2 separate regions of the Mus musculus genome follow, and region 2 is linked to region 1. A link is a contact called in public promoter capture Hi-C data. All regions are on one chromosome and are shown on one strand. The core of a region is the stretch at or near the end of the contact, and the rest is flanking DNA. Distances in the headings are between cores, read along the strand shown. Region 1 holds the start of Chst8 (carbohydrate sulfotransferase 8). Region 2 has its middle 8.2 kb from the start of Gm35665.

Region 1 (3,125 bases), core at 320-2,819:
GTGAGTGTGGGGGAAGGTGGGGAAAGAGTTAACCTGTCTTTTACCCCTTTACCCACCCCTGCCATCTGGAGCTACATCCTTGCCCCGAACTGAGTCTCCCACTTGGCCTGCTGCCTGGCTACATCCATAGATACAGAGAGCCCAGAAGCCTGTTCCCCTTAGAACCAATCACGCTTAGGGTCCTGCTGGGAGGCGGCTTAGAGATGCATCTCCGGTGATGCCGAAATGGCTGCAGGACAGACTGTTCCAAGATCCAACCGGTATGTCCGAAATCCAGGGCACAGTTCCCCGACTGTTACAACCCCAGGTGAGGGCCGAAGGGCCCAGAGACAAGATATACAACTAAAGTTAGGGTTTGGAGTACTGCGCGGGAAATAGAGAGAGGTCACTTGATGCCCAAGCGCCACCTCTGACCCTGCCCAAACCAGAGAACGTACATTCTCCTGGCCAGGCCATAGTATGAGCAAAACAGCCCCACGCAGCAGCTGAAGTTGCAACAGCCGCTAGCTAGGGCTGAGCTCGGTCCCGCTGTAAAGCAGATCATTTCACCATCCCCTACCCTCAGCCGCCTGAGGCTCCGACTCCCGCACTCGGGGACACACGCATACACACACCTCCTTGCGATCGCTGACGCACGCACACTCGCCGGGAGCACAAAACAGGCCGGGGCCCTAGAGAGTTGAGGGGTGGAGATGCGCGCGATGGAGCGCGGGGACACCTTGCGTCTCCTGGTAGGGAGCCAAGGTCGCTTGTAACTTCCCCTTTCGCCCTACGCACCCCAACTGGCCTCTAAGTCCCAGTTCCAAGCGCACACCAAAGCCTCGGCGCTCTGGACGCTCCAGCCCGGCCCTCGAGCACTCGTCGCTCAGCGCCCAAAGCAGCTTACACGCACCCAGCATCCAGGGTTAAGAAGAGGAGCGAAGGGTCCTGGAGGCGAGCCCTAGGAGAGAGAGGCAGTTCCCAGGCGCGGAGAAAACCAAGAATCCAAAGTCTAATTAAAGTTCCCACTCACGGGGGCTGGTCCCCAAAGTATCGCCAGACCCAAGCACCGCATGCCCCAACAGCACCTGCAGCTTAGGACTCTGAACCACGTCTAGTGGCGGGGTTTGCGCTCAGAACAGTCCCGGCATCATCCTGGGATTTCCAGGGACAACCCTTCGGGTGAACTATCAACATAGAGAGGGAACAGGGCGCAGCCACTTACCTGGCACAGCCAGCGCTCTCCAGGCCACGGGTTCCTCCAGTCCGGCGGGGTTCTCGGCGGCGGGAGAATCTTCCCTCCGGAGCTCTTGGGAAGCAAGAAGGATCTCCGCCCCAGTTCGGGCCAGGCTGCGTCTTTTTCCCGGTGTAGTCCAAGGTGCGGGGAGTGGGCGATCGGCGTAGAGTCGGCGACCGGAGCGCGCGGGAGAGGTTGCGGCGGCGTGCTCCTATTGGATCTTCTGCACCGGGTGCGTCCCCCTGTCTCTGCCGCCACCGCCCGGTCCTGTCTCTTCCCCGCGGTGCCACCGGATCCGGCTCACGCGCCGGGAAGGCTCCCAGCGAAGTGCGAGCGAAGCCTCCGGCAAGGCTGGAAATAGCGCCGCGCCCGCCCGGCGCCCCGCCCCCAGTCCGGGCCCCGCCCCACGGTGGAAAGAGGCGATCCCGGTGGCAGGGCAGAGATGGGGGAAATCTCTTCCCCGATCGCTCAGCCCTCTCGGGAGCTCACGGGCGCCACGCCCACGCGCGCTCTGCGGCTTCAGCAGCCCCACTGGCCGCGCGCTCTGTGGGAGCTGCCGCTGGGCGCGGTCGGGAGGCAGCGGGGGGGTGGGGCGGTATTGGCGCGGGCTGCGCCCAGCTCGGGGATCCCCGAGTGCTGGACTCTGGTCTGCCGCTTGACTCCACTCCGCAGCTTCTTAGCTGCCACTGCCCCAGTGGCGACACTGAGTAACCCTGCGCTGACCTAGGGAAAAAGAGAAGGCGCTAGCAAGCAGGGTCTTGGACCCAAAGCTGAGCGGCCGCGGGGCTTGCAAAGGAATTGGTGCGCAGAAAAATTCAGGTAGGTTCCCAGACTACAGTACGCGTGGAATTTGGACAAGGCCTGTCTCTTGTTGGCACTCACCACTAAATTTCTGGGTCTCAGTTAACCACAAGTGCCCAGTGAGCCGGATTCTCACTTAAGAACTTCATCCTTAAGCGTCGGTCTGGCACCAGCTTGAGGGCTGAAGCAAGCAACCTCTCCCCTCCCTCCAAACCCAGAATAAATGAGTGGGGAAACCTCCTACCCACAGCCACACAGTACAAGTGTAGAACCGGGACTCGGTTCCAGGGCTGTGGATTCAAATCTTGATTTTTCCAGAGAAGAGAAGCCCCGACCTGCAGGGGGCAATCAGACACTAGAAGGGAAGGCTGGGTGCGCATCTAGCAACCATTCTCAGCGGTGCCAACCAGTAAACAAGCCTGGTCTTGAAGGGACATACAGAATAAAATTAAACAAAACAAAACAAAACAAAACTGAAAAGAAGCTTCCAGTAAAACAGAGCGGTGGCTGTGGCCTCTCCCCTCCCTGAGTGGACTGGTTGGTTGGTTGATTGGTTGGTTGGTTGACCCAGCTCCATCCCAGATGGGTGATGAAGCTAAAGACTGAGGTGGATCTGTGGCCTTTGAGTGACCAGATAAGGGTGTGGCAGCCCTGATAAGGAGCAGAGATACTAACACTAGAGATGTGGAGGGCAAGGGAGCCTCTAACACTAGCAAGCTTGAAAGGCCTGAGTGGTAGTTGGGCTTCTTTAATGACTGCTGTGAACTCAGAGTATCCAAGGATCCTCTTCAGGGCAAGTGAGTTGGCAGTCAAGCATATGGTAGCCTTCCCTTCCATTGTTTTTGTTTTGTTTCTGTTTTTGAGATAGGTTCTCTCTGTGTAGCCCAGGCTAACCATGAACACATGATCTTCCTTTCTCAGCCTCCAAGTGCTTGGGTTACAGGCATGTAACACAACACCCAGCTACCTTTTATCCCTTTTTAGTTTTGCAACAATGAAGTATGTGCTACAAGATGCCACTAAGGTGCTACTGTCAACAATTCTGGGTGGGGGTGGGGGTGGGGTTGGTGGAGCTGGGGTTGGCCCAGGTATCCCGGTTTCAAAGTGG
Region 2 (3,125 bases), core at 415-2,914, 340 kb after region 1:
CTCATCCTGGACCAGGGATCATCTAGTCAAAGCTTCAGTCAAACTCTGCCACTTTACTTGGAAAACAATAATCAAGGGGCTGACTAGATGGCTTAGTGGTTAAGATCCCTGGTTAGGATGATCCAGGTTTGCTCTCCAGCGTCCACATGGCAGCTCACAAGCATCAGTAAGTCCAGGTCCAGGGCATCTGGTGCCCTCCTCATGCTTCTGGCCGTGCCATACATGCATGCGATGCAGACACGCATGGAGTAGAACAATCACACGCACGAAATAAAATAGAATCGTTTTTAAAGAAAAAAAATCAGAAGGATATTTTTACCGATACATGAAAACGGTAGAAGCTCACACCTCACTGTCTACATTGCACGATACTGCTGGTTGATGGGTGCCAGGGAGCCTGGCATTTCTTAACGACATCCCCAGTCCTCTTTGTATTTCTTATTTTGAGACAGGCACTCCCTAAGTTGCCCAGGCTCTGTAGTCCAGCCAGGGGTTGGACTAGTTGTTGGTGATCTTTGGCCTGATCCTGAGCAGCCAGGCCCAGCTTAGTGTCCTTGGTGGAGACAAACAGCATGTCCTTTGAGAGTATGACAAGGAGTGTATAGGTGGGGTGTTGCTGAGTGGCAGGCAGTGTTCTACCCTTCCTTCACACCAGTACATAAGAAGCACTTAGTCCATGCCAGGCAGAAGTTGGCCTCATACCCAAGGCTTGATTTTAAGAGTTACACATCCAAGGACATGGGGAACATTTAATTAGAAGGACACTGACTAGGGTCAGGGAACCTGACCTGGGACTTTCACTAGTTCCCCCAAAGTAATGATACACAAGCTTAGTTTTGAAATAGGCATAGTGGGGCTAGAGAGATGTCTCCGGAGTGAAGGGCAGTGATCCTCCTGCAGAGGGCCTGCACTTGGTTCCCAGCGCTCCTCACAGGGCAACTCAGAGCCACCTGTAACTCCAGGTCTAAGGGAGTCAAGCTCTTTTCTGACCTCTCTTCTGGCACTGCACACACGCAGTACACATAGTAAGTAGGTACACACACATACAAATGTTTAAAAATAGAAATGAAATATGCATAATAGTTTGCTAGGTGAAATACCAGGCCATTAGTGTGCTTGGTGGTGGGAAATAGCCATTTTAATGAGCAAGAAAACAGAGGCTGAGAGAGCAAGCAGACCTAGGTCTGATGGGGGTAGTAGCATGGCTGCCCTCTCACCTAGGTTTCGTTCTAGGTCGGCTGAAATACCTGCGGAGCACAGATGCCAGAATCTGGTGGGAGAAGGCATAGAGTATTGGATTCAGGGGAGAGACACCCTCACGTCCCCCTTCCTGGGCCTCTGCACCCAGCTGGCAGTGCTATTGGAGTTGGAGGAACTGGCTGCTGGTGGGAGGAACTTAATGGGGGCTGCTGCCAGAACTCGGGCCGCCTGGTCCTGCCCCTGGCCCCGGGCAGTTGATGGAGTCCAGAGTGGAGGCAGGCTGCCACAGGTGAGGTGGGGGAAAACTGGCAACAAAGGCCTATTCTTCAGGGTTTAAAGTGTCTCCGAGCCTGTCCAACTTTCCTTCATTAGATGCTCCAAGATGTTTCCCCTTCCAGGCTGCTTGAGATACGCGGCTGATAAGGGTACGATTTGAAGAGACTTAATTATGGCCCCGAGACCATGATGTAAACATCTGTGGAGTGTTTGCTTTCCCCTCCCTGTTCCGTGTGAATAGGGAACGCAGCCCAGGTGCCAGGGCAGAGGACCCGGTGACCCCAGCCTTTCCTAGGAAAGGAGGAAACCAGGGGCAGTGTGTTTCTGTGGTGCTGGCCAGGGGTCTGGGTCCTGCCATGACAATCTCCTGACCATTTAGTCACAAGAAGCTTATCTGTGATGGCCGTAATCATCTCTCACGAAGGCACCAGACAAGGGCTCCGTAAATGCTGCCTAGCGACATGGAGGGGATAGGGAGTTTCCCAGGCTGGCCTGACCTCCACAGGGGCCTCAGCCGTCTAGGAGGAAGCATCTGTTCCCATAGCTTTTCTGGCCAGCTGGATGACAGGGAAGAGGACAAGGCTTTGGCCAGTCAATAGCCCTACCGTGTTTACCCACAGCTACCACTAAGCCATGTGATGGTCAAGGGCCACCCAGGCCTCTGCGCTGTACCTTCCTGGGGGAGGGGAAATGACCCCAGTGGATCAAGGTTCCAATGAGGAGGCAGGTTGAGAGATGCCCAGTGTTTTCTGGTTTGGTTCATAACCAGTTCTGAGTCCCTTACACCCTAAGTAGCTACCCATATAAAGTCTCCAGTACAAAAAAAATCAGTTTATCCCTATGCTGCCCCAGGCCTGGTACCCAGCATGACACAGCTAAGTTTCATTTGGGAAGAAGCTCGGTTCAGAGTTAGGAATGGGAGGAAATGGTGGCCCCATCCCAGTCCGACACAGATGCATGCTATACCTAGTTTCACACACATACATCATGCATATATACTGCAAGTTTGTCAGGTCAGTCCTTCCACTGCCTCTAGGAGAATGCTCACAGGTGTGTGTGCGCACACACACACACACACACACACACACACACACACACACTAGCCAGTGAAGTGCTGCTTAGGAGTAGTCTGCATCTCCGGGGATGGGGAGGAAAAGTGAGAGAGGAGGTGACCATCTAAGGTCACTTGGGCAGGACACCCTATGACATTAGGCAAGTGTTTTCACTGAAGGCCCCATTGCAGGAGCTTCAGGGACCTCATTAATAAGGACCGTGGCTCAGCTCTCAGTGATGACCCAACAGAGGTGCAGATCCTGCTTCCTTCTGTAGCTGTCCCTTGGTTGGGTCACTTGTCCCAGCATACACACACACACACACACACACACACACACACACACACACACCATGCCTCCACTTCAGACCAGGAAGCCATTTTGATCCGTGATGAGAAGAGGAAGTCCTGTGGCCCCAAAACAGAAACAGGAACCTGGGAGGGGGATATGGATAGGGAACGGGAAGGGGGCACACACCCAGCAGATGCAGCCAGAACACCCCAGCCTCCCCTGGCCCCACATTAGCAGGCAGGAGTTAGCATCTACACCAAATCCCGATGCTATCTATGGTCCTCTGTGCATCTGGACGTGCCATGT

The links. Promoter capture Hi-C pulls out the DNA fragments that hold promoters and counts their contacts.
Region 2: a promoter capture Hi-C map of cranial neural crest shows a contact between it and region 1. The contact joins the enhancer-like site here to the promoter of Chst8 in region 1. A contact is called at or near these places in 9 of 39 promoter capture datasets (the C10 cell line, cranial neural crest, embryonic stem cells and 4 more), 11 of 115 datasets of contacts at active chromatin or transcription factors (embryonic basal ganglia, embryonic forebrain, embryonic stem cells and 4 more) and 2 of 9 other capture datasets (embryonic stem cells and pancreatic islet).

Annotation. Positions count from the first base shown.
Region 1 is chr7:34,811,142-34,814,266 of GRCm38.p6, forward strand. Chst8 (carbohydrate sulfotransferase 8) reads right to left here and starts at 1,570. Exons shown (of 4, transcript NM_175140.4): 1 at 1,205-1,570. It overlaps Gm38987 (a long non-coding RNA gene), which reads left to right and starts at 1,567. Exons shown (of 3, transcript XR_881950.3): 1 at 1,567-2,035.
Region 2 is chr7:35,148,132-35,151,256 of GRCm38.p6, forward strand. No RefSeq gene overlaps it. Among named protein-coding and RNA genes, the nearest start is that of Gm35665, 8.2 kb to the left of the region's middle. Within about 2 kb of position 1,665, at least 12 of the 459 cell types and tissues checked have an H3K27ac peak or open chromatin away from gene starts, as enhancers often do.